2 separate regions of the Triticum aestivum genome follow, and region 2 is linked to region 1. A link is a contact called in public Hi-C data. All regions are on one chromosome and are shown on one strand. Each heading gives the region's core, a stretch centred on a gene start, on an enhancer-like site or on the middle of the called end of the contact. The rest is flanking DNA. Distances are from core to core; before and after follow the strand shown. Region 1 holds the start of LOC123167492 (ribonuclease 1). Region 2 holds the start of LOC123181025 (probable phosphoribosylformylglycinamidine synthase, chloroplastic/mitochondrial).

Region 1 (5,093 bases), core at 418-2,917:
TCTTCACACACACACTCGAAAGAAAAAAAACAAATTAATGTACTATTGAATTAGTATTATTATTCATGAAAGCGTTACAGATCGACTTGGTAATCAACATTGCGGTACCCTCGGATTACATTATTATCACACCACGCGCGAGATGAACGTCCGGAAAGGCAAGAACATTATTCCATGCTTACTAGTAGTATTTATTATTCGCTGGAACGCAACTCACAAGACGAGACCGGTCAAGGGCCCGACCGGCTACCGATCTGCAGCTGCAGCTCAGTATCCCATGGCGGCGCCGGCCATCTCGAATGCTTCGGCGTAGGACACCGAGGACGCGGCCTGCTTTAGCATCCACTTCTTGAAGGGGTGGAAGAGGATCTCGTCGGAGCACGTGAACTTCTGCGGTTTCGGGCACTCGATGAGCGTTTCGGCGTCCCTGGCCACGCAGATGAAGATCTGGTACAGCTGGAACTTATCGAACGGCCCTTCGCTGCACTGGATCACCGGCGTCACGCCGGTGCCCGCCTGGATGACCTTCTTGATCTTCTCCAAGCTGTACAGGCCAAAGTCCGGCTTGATCCCTGCAATGACAATACCAATACGTACTCAATCAATGTGATGATTTCCTTTCCAAGAAAACGGCAGTCATGAGCCATGGATGCATGCATGCGTCACCTTTGGAGACGAGGCGAGAGAGGGGGTTGATCTTGCTACGGAGGGCGATGGCGGCTTGGAAGTAGGCCTTGTCGTCGAGGCCGGAGCAGACGCCGGACGTCTTCCAGGCGCTCTTCCAGCTGCTCTGGCCGTTGTTGCTGGGGCACTTGATGTTGCTCCAGAACTGCCTCAGACCGCTGATTTCCAGAATCTGCAGTAAACGCAAAACATTGCATGCATCACAGTGGTAAGAATCCGCAAAGCGCTGGACAGAAATTAATTACCTCGTCATAGTTGAAAGCAAATTAGTTACCTCGTCGGAGTTGAGAGGAGTGCTGCTGCAGCTGGTCTCGGGGGCGTCGGTCGTCGCGTTGAAGACGGTAAAGCCCGATACGTAGAAGTCGGCCGCCGGCACGACAGGGCTCTTGGGCATGCAGCATCCGCGGGTGGTCTGCGCGCAGTATGCTCCCGGCCACTGTGTCCATGGATTATTACATCGCGGGTGAGTCATGTTTTAGAACCATTATTATTCTGGATGATGAGAGCTTTTCAATGGTGAAATACTAGATTAACAATATAGTATATATAACCAATGGCCTCGACAAACAGGTGGTCCATAAAACCACGTGCATGATAATCTCGCATGTCCACATCCGTCAAGATGGTTCGTATCACACATACTACACGTTTTAGGTGAGGCATATGCACGTACAGTGAACAACTGAATGCTAACTATCATGTGTAGAAATTTTGAATGATGTAATAAATACAAATAAAAACGAATAAAAATTGCCACTATGTTGTCATGCTTTGCACGTCCATACCATTAAACCAATCTGGTAGTAGGTACCAGAATCAGAAACGGCAATGGCAGGGGAAGCTATCAGCATGCCAAGAAGGCACAGGAGTGCTGTCCTGAAAGCCATACCGAAACCTTGCTTGGTTTCTGTCTAACAAACTTTGCTCGCTAGTGCGCTTATTTGGACACCGAGAAATGCCTTGGTGAGGAGTGACTACGGGGTGCAAGGGTATTTATAGGACGTTGGGCATGCCTACCGTCCCCCCTCATTTCATATTTTTTGTGGTGCGTATATTGTGCCCCATTCTCGTCCACACGTCTAAACGATAAGATCTCTTATACTCCGTAGACAGTAGTACTGAAATAACAACTTGATAACTATACTTCCTACTTCCCCCCCCCCCCCCAAAAAAAGACATACACTTCAGTATGGTTTTGAACTAGATTTACACAATAGTTCCTGATACGGAGGTATTACCCCTGTAATTCCGTTACCCTGGTATAATGTGTTAGATGTGTATAGGTCCTCTCTGTAGCTCCCCAGCGTATAAAGGGCTTTTCTGCACTTTACCACATCTATATATGTATTGGCCTTTGGCCCTTAGTAAAGTCAGTTGCTGAATATCCAACATGGTATCAAATGCTAGGTTAGCCCCTCCCTCCCGCACGATGCAACTCCGTGCACCTCGTACCTAGTCTCCGGCCGCCGTCTCCGGCAGCCACGCTGCTGTCTCCGGCCACCGTCTCTCTTCATCCTCTGGCGCAGCTCTGCTCCGCCCCGGCTCGGTCGCTGCTTCGCGTCCGGCTCGGTCGCTGCTTCGAGTCCGGATCCGCCCCAGCTGCCGCTGCTCTGCTCTGTGCCCTCCACGGCCACCGCATCTTGGATCCACTGGCCGCTTCGGCCCTGCTCTGCCCCGGCGCAGCCCCTACTACTGCTCCGCCCAGGCCGCCATCTCCCGGCCGCCGCTGCTCGGATTTCCCGGTCGCCGCCGCTCAGATCTGCCGGCTGCTGCTATTCTGCTCCAACCCAGCGCCGCCGCCGTGCTTCCGTCCCGGCCTGGTTGGCTGCCGACCCCAGCAGTCGCGCCTTGGCTCGTGCCGTTCGCGTTTGGCTCCCGACCCCCGCTCGTTGACTTCCTCTTCGTGAGCGGGGCTCTGAGCTGTTCGGCCCTCTTGCTCCGGACTTAGTTCGGGCCTCTCCGTCCGGATTCAGTTCGGGCCTCTCGCTCCGGACTCAGTTCGGGCCTCTCCGTCCGGATTCAGTTCGGGCCTCCTCCAAAAAAAAGGAGTGACTTCTCCATGTCCTCTTCAGGCTATGTCGATGTTGTTGGGGAACGACGCACACGCAAGATCATGGTGATGCATAGCAACGAGAGAGGAGAGTGTTGTCCACGTATCCTCGTAGACCGAAAGCGAAAGCGTTAGCACAACGCGGTTGATGTAGTCGTACGTCTTCACGATCCGACCGATCAAGTACCGAACGCACGACACCTCCGGGTTCAGCACATATTCAGCCCGATGACGTCCCTCGAACTCCGATCCAGCCGAGTGTTGAGGGAGAGTTTTGTCAGCACGATGGCGTGGTGACGATGATGATGTTCTGCCGACGCAGGGCTTCGCCTAAGCACCGCTACAGTATTATCGAGGTGGACTATGGTGGAGGGGGGCACCGCACACGGCTAAAAGATCAAACGATCAATTGTTGTGTCTCTAGGGTGCCCCCCTGCCCCCGTATATAAAGGAGCAAGGGGGGAGGTGCGGCCGGCCAGGAAAGGGCGCGCCAGGAGGAGTCCTACTCGCACCAGGAGTAGGACTCCCTCCCTTTTCCTTGTTGGATTAGGAGAAGAGGGGGAAAGAGGTGGAGGAGAAGAAGGAAAGGGGGGGGGGGCGCCGCCATCCTCTCCTTGTCCTATTCGGACTAGGGGGGAGGGGCGCGCGGCCCTTGCCCTGGCCACCTCTCCTCTTCTCCACTAAGGCCCACTATGGCCCATTAACCCCCGGGGGGTTCCGGTAACCCCTCCGGTACTCCGGTAAAATCCCAATTTCACCCGAAACACTTCCGATATCCAAATATAGGCTTCCAATATATCAATCTTCATGTGTCGACCATTTCGAGACTCCTCATCATGTCCGTGATCACATCCGGGACTCCGAACAACCTTCGGTACATCAAAACATATAAACTCATAATATAACTGTCATCGAAACGTTAAGCGTGCGGACCCTACGGGTTCGAGAACTATGTAGACATGACCGAGACACGTCTCCGGTCAATAACCAATAGCGGAACCTGGATGCTCATATTGGCTCCCACATATTCTACGAAGATCTTTATCGGTCAGACCGCATAACAACATACGTTGTTCCCTTTGTCATCGGTATGTTACTTGCCCGAGATTCGATCGTCGGTATCTCAATACCTAGTCCAATCTCATTACCGGCAAGTCTCTTTACTCGTTCCGTAATACATCATCCCGCAACTAACTCATTAGTTGCAATGCTTGCAAGGCTTAAGTGATGTGCATTACCGAGTGGGCCCAGAGATACCTCTCCGACAATCGGAGTGAAAATCCTAATCTCGAAATACGCCAACCCAACAAGTACCTTCGGAGACACCTATAGAGCACCTTTATAATCACCCAGTTACGTTGTGACGTTTGGTAGCACACGAAGTGTTCCTCCGGTAAACGGGAGTTGCATAATCTCATAGTCATAGGAACATGTATAAGTCATGAAGAAAGCAATAGCAACATACTAAACGATCGAGTGCTAAGCTAACGGAATGGGTCAAGTCAATCAAATCATTCTCCTAATGATGTGACCCCGTTAATCAAATGACAACCCATGTCAATGGCTAGGAAACATAACCATCTTTGATTAACGAGCTAGTCAAGTAGAGGCATACTAGTGACACTCTGTTTGTCTATGTATTCACACAAGTGTTACGTTTCCGGTTAATACAATTCTAGCATGAATAATAAACATTTATCATGATATAAGGAAATAAATAATAACTTTATTATTGCCTCTAGGGCATATTTCCTTCAGCTGTCGCTCGGTGCTCGGTGATCTTTGATGGCACCAACTATGCTGAGTTTGTGGGTTTCATGTGCATCCATCTGCGCGGTCTTCTTCTATGGGGTGTTCTCTGTGGCGAAGTCCCTTGTCCGCCATGCCCTGTTGCGCCTGTGGCCCCAATTCCACCAATGCCGTCGGTCCTTGCTGCTGATGCTTCTCAGGCTGACCGGGATGCCGCCAAGGCCCTAGATGATGCTGCGGTTGATGCGTATGATCAGCAAGTATCCGCTTATTCATATGCTCTTTCTATGTACCGTGATGACCTGTCTGCTTACACTCAGTGGTGCAATGATGATGCTCGGCCTGCTGCTGTTCTCACTGCGAGTGTCCTCCCTCAGTTTGCCTCGGAGTTCATGGGACTTGGCACAGTTGTCGTGATGTGGTCTTACCTCTGTCAGCGCTATCAGCCCTCTGATGATGCTCTCTACCTCTCTGTGGTGCGTCAGGAGCACGCACTCCAGCAAGGTGACTCTTCTGTCGATGAGTTCTATTCACAGTGCTCTGCCATCTGGCGCCAGCTTGACTCTCTTCGGACAGTTGTTTGTGGAACCTGCCGTTGCTGTCAGACTAC
Region 2 (5,220 bases), core at 420-2,919, 390 kb before region 1:
ACAAAAAGAGAAGAACATGAGAATGATTACTTGCCGAAAAGAGAAGCATATTTAGTTGATAATTCAACTGGGTGCATACCATATTACTAGGAAAGCTTTGAAGACGTAGCATATTGCTTCCCGTCATTTCAGCATGAGATGCCATATTCACGAAACCTAAGATCCTCCAAGAACCTGTGAACCACCGAACGGAAAATCAGGCATTGAGCCGCTGAGCTTAACTAAAGTTAGCTCTAAAAAATTAAAAACAACAAAATTATTTTGTGTCATTAGCAAATATTGAACTCGGGAATTTATTTCATTATATTTTTACGATGTAAGCAAAAAGGATATATGTACACACATACACATGTCAAGACCAAGGTCAATATGTTTGTTCATTGTTCCAGGATAGAAATCACGTTGAATGAAAATACAGTGGTTAGACTGTGCAACGAGAAACAAACAACTTGCTTATTTTATCGAAATATTCATGAAATTTTTAGTAGTTTCAGCATTCACATACTCACATAGACAGGGTTCTTTCATTGAATCGGAGAGTTCTCTTATATGAAATGAATAAAGTGGGTTGAAATCATAAGAGGGTCTATCAAATGCAAGATAGTTCAACTGTTTTTTGAATGGTCAGATAGTTCAACCGCAGCTACATGAGCGATTCAGCAAACCACATTACCAACCACACACACAGTGGCGAATCCAGGGTGAAAATTGAGGGCGGGCTCAAAGTTAACAGTGAGGAAAAAAAGCCATTTTCTCTCAATCCTTTAGTTCAAGTAAGGCCAAATTTTCCAAGAATACTACTGGGAACATGTAATATTTGCAAAGAAAAAAGGATCTGTTTAGCAAAAGATTCAATATCTCATATCCTATAATTCAAATAAGCTAAAAAAATCCTAGATTACTAGGTACATGTAGTGTTTACTGGATCTTTCTAGCAAAATAGCCATAGTTTTGAACCAACATGTTTGACCATACTGTGTTGGGTTCGGGAATAACAGAAAGACATTTGAATTACTAGCAAAACAACTGTGCAAAGTCTTTCTATTCATTTCTACAAATAAGAACCGAAATCAATTGATGGACTAATTACAACTACTACTAACTAGCTAATATAACTAGTTGCCACAGAATCGGTTCTAAAATCTTAACAACCTTCAGAAGTTCAGAACAATGCAGCAGCCGGACGACCAGAGCACGGCGCCGGAGCCGTTGACAACCGCAAGTCAGCGGAGGAAAATAGGCAGAGCAAGCCCCCCGCCGTCGCTGACGGACCAGACGAGCAGTGTTGCCGAACTGGTTGCAAACGGTGATGCCGCCGGGCGCCTGCACGTGGTTGCGTGGGTGACCACGGCGATGAAGGGGACTAGGGGAGGTCGGCTCTCAGCCGGTCGCCGTCGGGAACGGCGCGAAGACTGCGGCCAGTCACTGCTTCCGGCAGCGGCTACGTCGATGGCGTGCGGACGGCTAGGCTAGGGACTAAGGTGGTACGGAAGAAAGGGCAGCGCAGTGGAAGGAACGGAGACCGGCGCCGGCGACTCGAAGGGCGGCGCACCTGAGCGCGTGCGGACGAGGCGGCGCACAGCGAGGACAGGGACAGCAGTATCGGGACGAGCGGCGGCCGAATAGGGATTCTTCACTGCCTTTTGTTTCCCTTATTCTTGGGCCGTTGGAGTTGCGCCTCTGCATGATTGGGCCTCTGGCCGACGAGGTCATGCGGCCTACAGCTTCTCAGGAAACAGTTTCTCTCGAGTCATCACTAGAGAAAACGGGAGAAAACGTTTTTTTCCCAAAAAAAATAGAGAAAACGTTTCCCCTCACGTTAGGGTTTTTCTCCTCGTGGCGACGACTCCAGCCGCCATTGAGATCGACCTTCCCCTTCCTTCCTCCTGTTGGGAGCAAGAGATAGGAATCACCGCTCGGTGACAATCTTCATCGGGCAAGAGCAACAAGATGAGCGAGAGGGCTTCGGCCTCAGGGTCAGGCTCGGGAACAAGTGATGCGGAGGCGGTGATATGTGAACTAGCGCTCAAAGAGGATGATCTAGTGGACGTGGTGGTGGAAGAGGACGAGCTGCCTCCAGAGGCAACTCGATGGATGGCGATTGCGCGGGTGCACATGGAAAAACCCTATAGCCAGTACTGGTTTTTTAGAAACATGCGAGTGGCTTTGGATCTTGCAAAGGAGGTAAAAATATGGACGCTTAATGATAATCTATATACACTGCAATTCCAATTCCTGGGAGACCGGGAACGAGTGACCGTGGGCATTCCGTGGCAATGTTGTTGTCCTTGCAACATATGATGGGTTCACAAAACCATCGCTTGTACTACTAGATTCCATTGAGATATGGTGTCTGATCCATGCTCTACCTAATGGGGGAAGTAATGGTTTTGTACTATAAATAGTGGTGGTGTTGGCATATTTGGTGCACCAGCCTTACACAGTTAGTGGTGGCGTTGCTTTTTAATATTGTGGGCCTAGTTGTACTGACAATGCACAAGTTAGTGGTGGCATTGGTATGAACGCCGTAGGTAATTAGTCTACTGTTGGCGTCATGATTCCTCGTACGCCAGAAATAATGTTTGCCTTTTTTTATTAAGGTAAGAATATTATTTGAATTAATTTATCATGTGTTTTAAGTATTTATTAATTATAATGATAAAAAATATCGGTATTACTTTATTAAAGTGATAATATTATTTTGTAAATGGTAAACATTTATATTATATTTTGAGTCTTTTAATTGTTTTACCTTTTTGTTGTTTGCAAATGGTGAACATTTTAATATTGTATTTTTAAGTCTTTTATTATTTTTTGAGTCTTCTAGTTGTTAAAGTAAGAATATTTATTATGTGTCTATTATATTTTGAGTGCTTTTATTATTTTTTGAGTCTTTTTGTTATTAAACTAAGAATACTTATTTTGAATATTTTATTATTTTGGGTCTTTTTATTATTTTGGACTCTTTTTATTTTATGAGTCTTTGTCTTTAGGTGGTGGTGTTGCTTTAATTTCTCTTCTGGCTCACTAGCCTATTGGGCCTAGCCCAACAATGCATCTAATTCCGACGATCTCCGGTGCTGAGGTACACATCTACACCTCCCCCTTTCACTGTCGGATGTCGTAGAACAAGTCAATTTGTTTTTCCTCTCCTTGAGGTCAGCCCGGTTTGATTCCCAATGCTAGGGTTTCGGCGATGAAGACCATGGTAGGCGACGACGACGGAGATGCAGGGAGGCGACGACGCGCCTCGGCTCCAATCCTCGGTGAGCATCTCCCTCCGATTTTCCAATCAACACCACGACCATTTAGGAGCCACATCCATTTAGACCTAGGACAATTTGAGGAAGCCCATCATTGGAATATACAAGCCAAGTTCTATAATGAAAAATTCCCACTAGTATATGAAAGTGATAACATCGGAGACTCTCTATCATCAAGATCATGGTGCTACTTTGAAGCACAAGTGTGGTAAAAGGATAGTAACATTGCCCCTTCTCTCTTTTCTCTTATTTTTTATTTGGGCCTTTTCTCATTTTTTGGCCTCTTTTTTTCATCCGGAGTCTCATCCCGACTTGTGGGGGAATCATAGTCTCCATCATCCTTTCCTCACATGGGACAATGCTCTAATAATGAAGATCATCACACTTTTATTTACTTAAAACTCAAGAATTAAAACTCGATACTAGAACAAAACATGACTCTATGTGAATGCCTCCGACGGTGTACCGGGATGTGCAATGAATCAAGAGTGGTATGTATGAAAGAATTATGAACGGTGGCTTTGCCACAAACACGATGTCAACTACAAGATCATGCAAAGCAATATGACAATGATGATGCATGCCATAATAAACGAAACGGTGGAGTTGCATGGCAATCTATCTCGGAATGGCTATGGAAATGCCATAATAGGTAGATATGGTGGCTGTTTTGAGAAAGGTATATGGTGGGTGTATGGTACCGGCGAAAGTTGCGCGGTACTAGAGAGGCTAGCAATGGTGGAAGGGTGAGAGTGCGTATAATCCATGGAGTCAACATTAGTCATAAAGAACTCACATACTTATCACAAAAATCTATTAGTCATCGAAACAAAGTACTACATGCATGCTCCTAGGGGAAGGGTTGGTAGGAGTTAATCATCGCACGATCCCGACCTCCACACAAAGGATGACAATCAAAAAAAATATCATGCTCTGATATGTCTCCATCGTATCTACTTTTCTAAACACTTTTGCCCTTGTTTTGGACTCTAACTTGCATGATTTGAATGGAACTAACCCGGACTGACGTTGTTTTCAGCAGAATTGCCATGGTGTTATTTTTGTGCAGAAATAAAAGTTCTCGGAATAACCTGAAACTTCATGGAGAATATTTTTGGAATTTATAAAAAATACTAGCGAAAGAATCAAGACCAGGGGGTCCACACCCTGTCCACGAGGGTGGGGGCGCGCCCCCTGTCTCGTGGCCCCCCTGAGGCTCCACCGACCTCAACTCCAACTCTATATATTCACGTTCGGGGAGAAAAAACCCAGAGAGAAGGATTCATTGCATTTTACGATATGGAGCCGCCGCCAAGCCCTAATCTCTCTCGGGAGGGCTTATCTGGAGTCCGTTCGGGGCTCCGGAGAGGGGAATCCGTCGTCGTCGTCATCATCAACCATCCTCCATCACCAATTTCATGATGCTCACCGCCATGCGTGAGTAATTCCATCGTAGGCTTGCTGGACGGTGATGGGTTGGATGAGATTTATCATGTAATCGAGTTAATTTTGTTAGGGTTTGATCCCTAGTATCCATTATGTCCTGAGATTGATGTTGCTATGACTTTGCTATGCTTAATGCTTGTCACTAGGGCCCGAGTGCCATGAGTTCAGATCTGAACCTATTATGTTTTCATGAATATATGCGAGTTCTTGATCCTATCTTGCAAGTCATTAGTCACCTACTATGTGTTATGATCCGGCAACCCCGAAGTGACAATAATCGGGACCGTTCCCGGTGATGACCATAGTTTGAGGAGTTCATGTATTCACTAAGTGTTAATGCTTTGGTCCGGTACTCTATTAAAAGGAGGCCTTAATATCCCTTAGTTTCCAATAGGACCCCGCTGCCACGGGAGGGTAGGACAAAAGATGTCATGCAAGTTCTTTTTCATAAGCACGTATGACTATATTCGGAATACATGCCTACATTACATTGATGAACTGGAGCTAGTTC

What was found. Hi-C and Micro-C count contacts between places; a contact is called where the count stands out from the background.
Region 2: a Hi-C map of leaf shows a contact between it and region 1, with 9 times the contacts expected there. The contact joins the promoter of LOC123181025 here to the promoter of LOC123167492 in region 1. A contact is called at or near these places in 2 of 5 Hi-C or Micro-C datasets (both in leaf).

Annotation. Positions count from the first base shown.
Region 1 is chr1D:208,804,338-208,809,430 of IWGSC CS RefSeq v2.1, reverse strand. LOC123167492 (ribonuclease 1) reads right to left here and starts at 1,667. Exons shown (of 4, transcript XM_044585332.1): 1 at 1,470-1,667; 2 at 959-1,120; 3 at 667-856; 4 at 41-572. The coding sequence starts at 1,571. The coding sequence ends at 268.
Region 2 is chr1D:209,197,021-209,202,240 of IWGSC CS RefSeq v2.1, reverse strand. It overlaps LOC123181025 (probable phosphoribosylformylglycinamidine synthase, chloroplastic/mitochondrial), which reads right to left and starts at 1,669. Exons shown (of 4, transcript XM_044593235.1): 1 at 1,553-1,669; 2 at 80-174. The coding sequence starts at 145.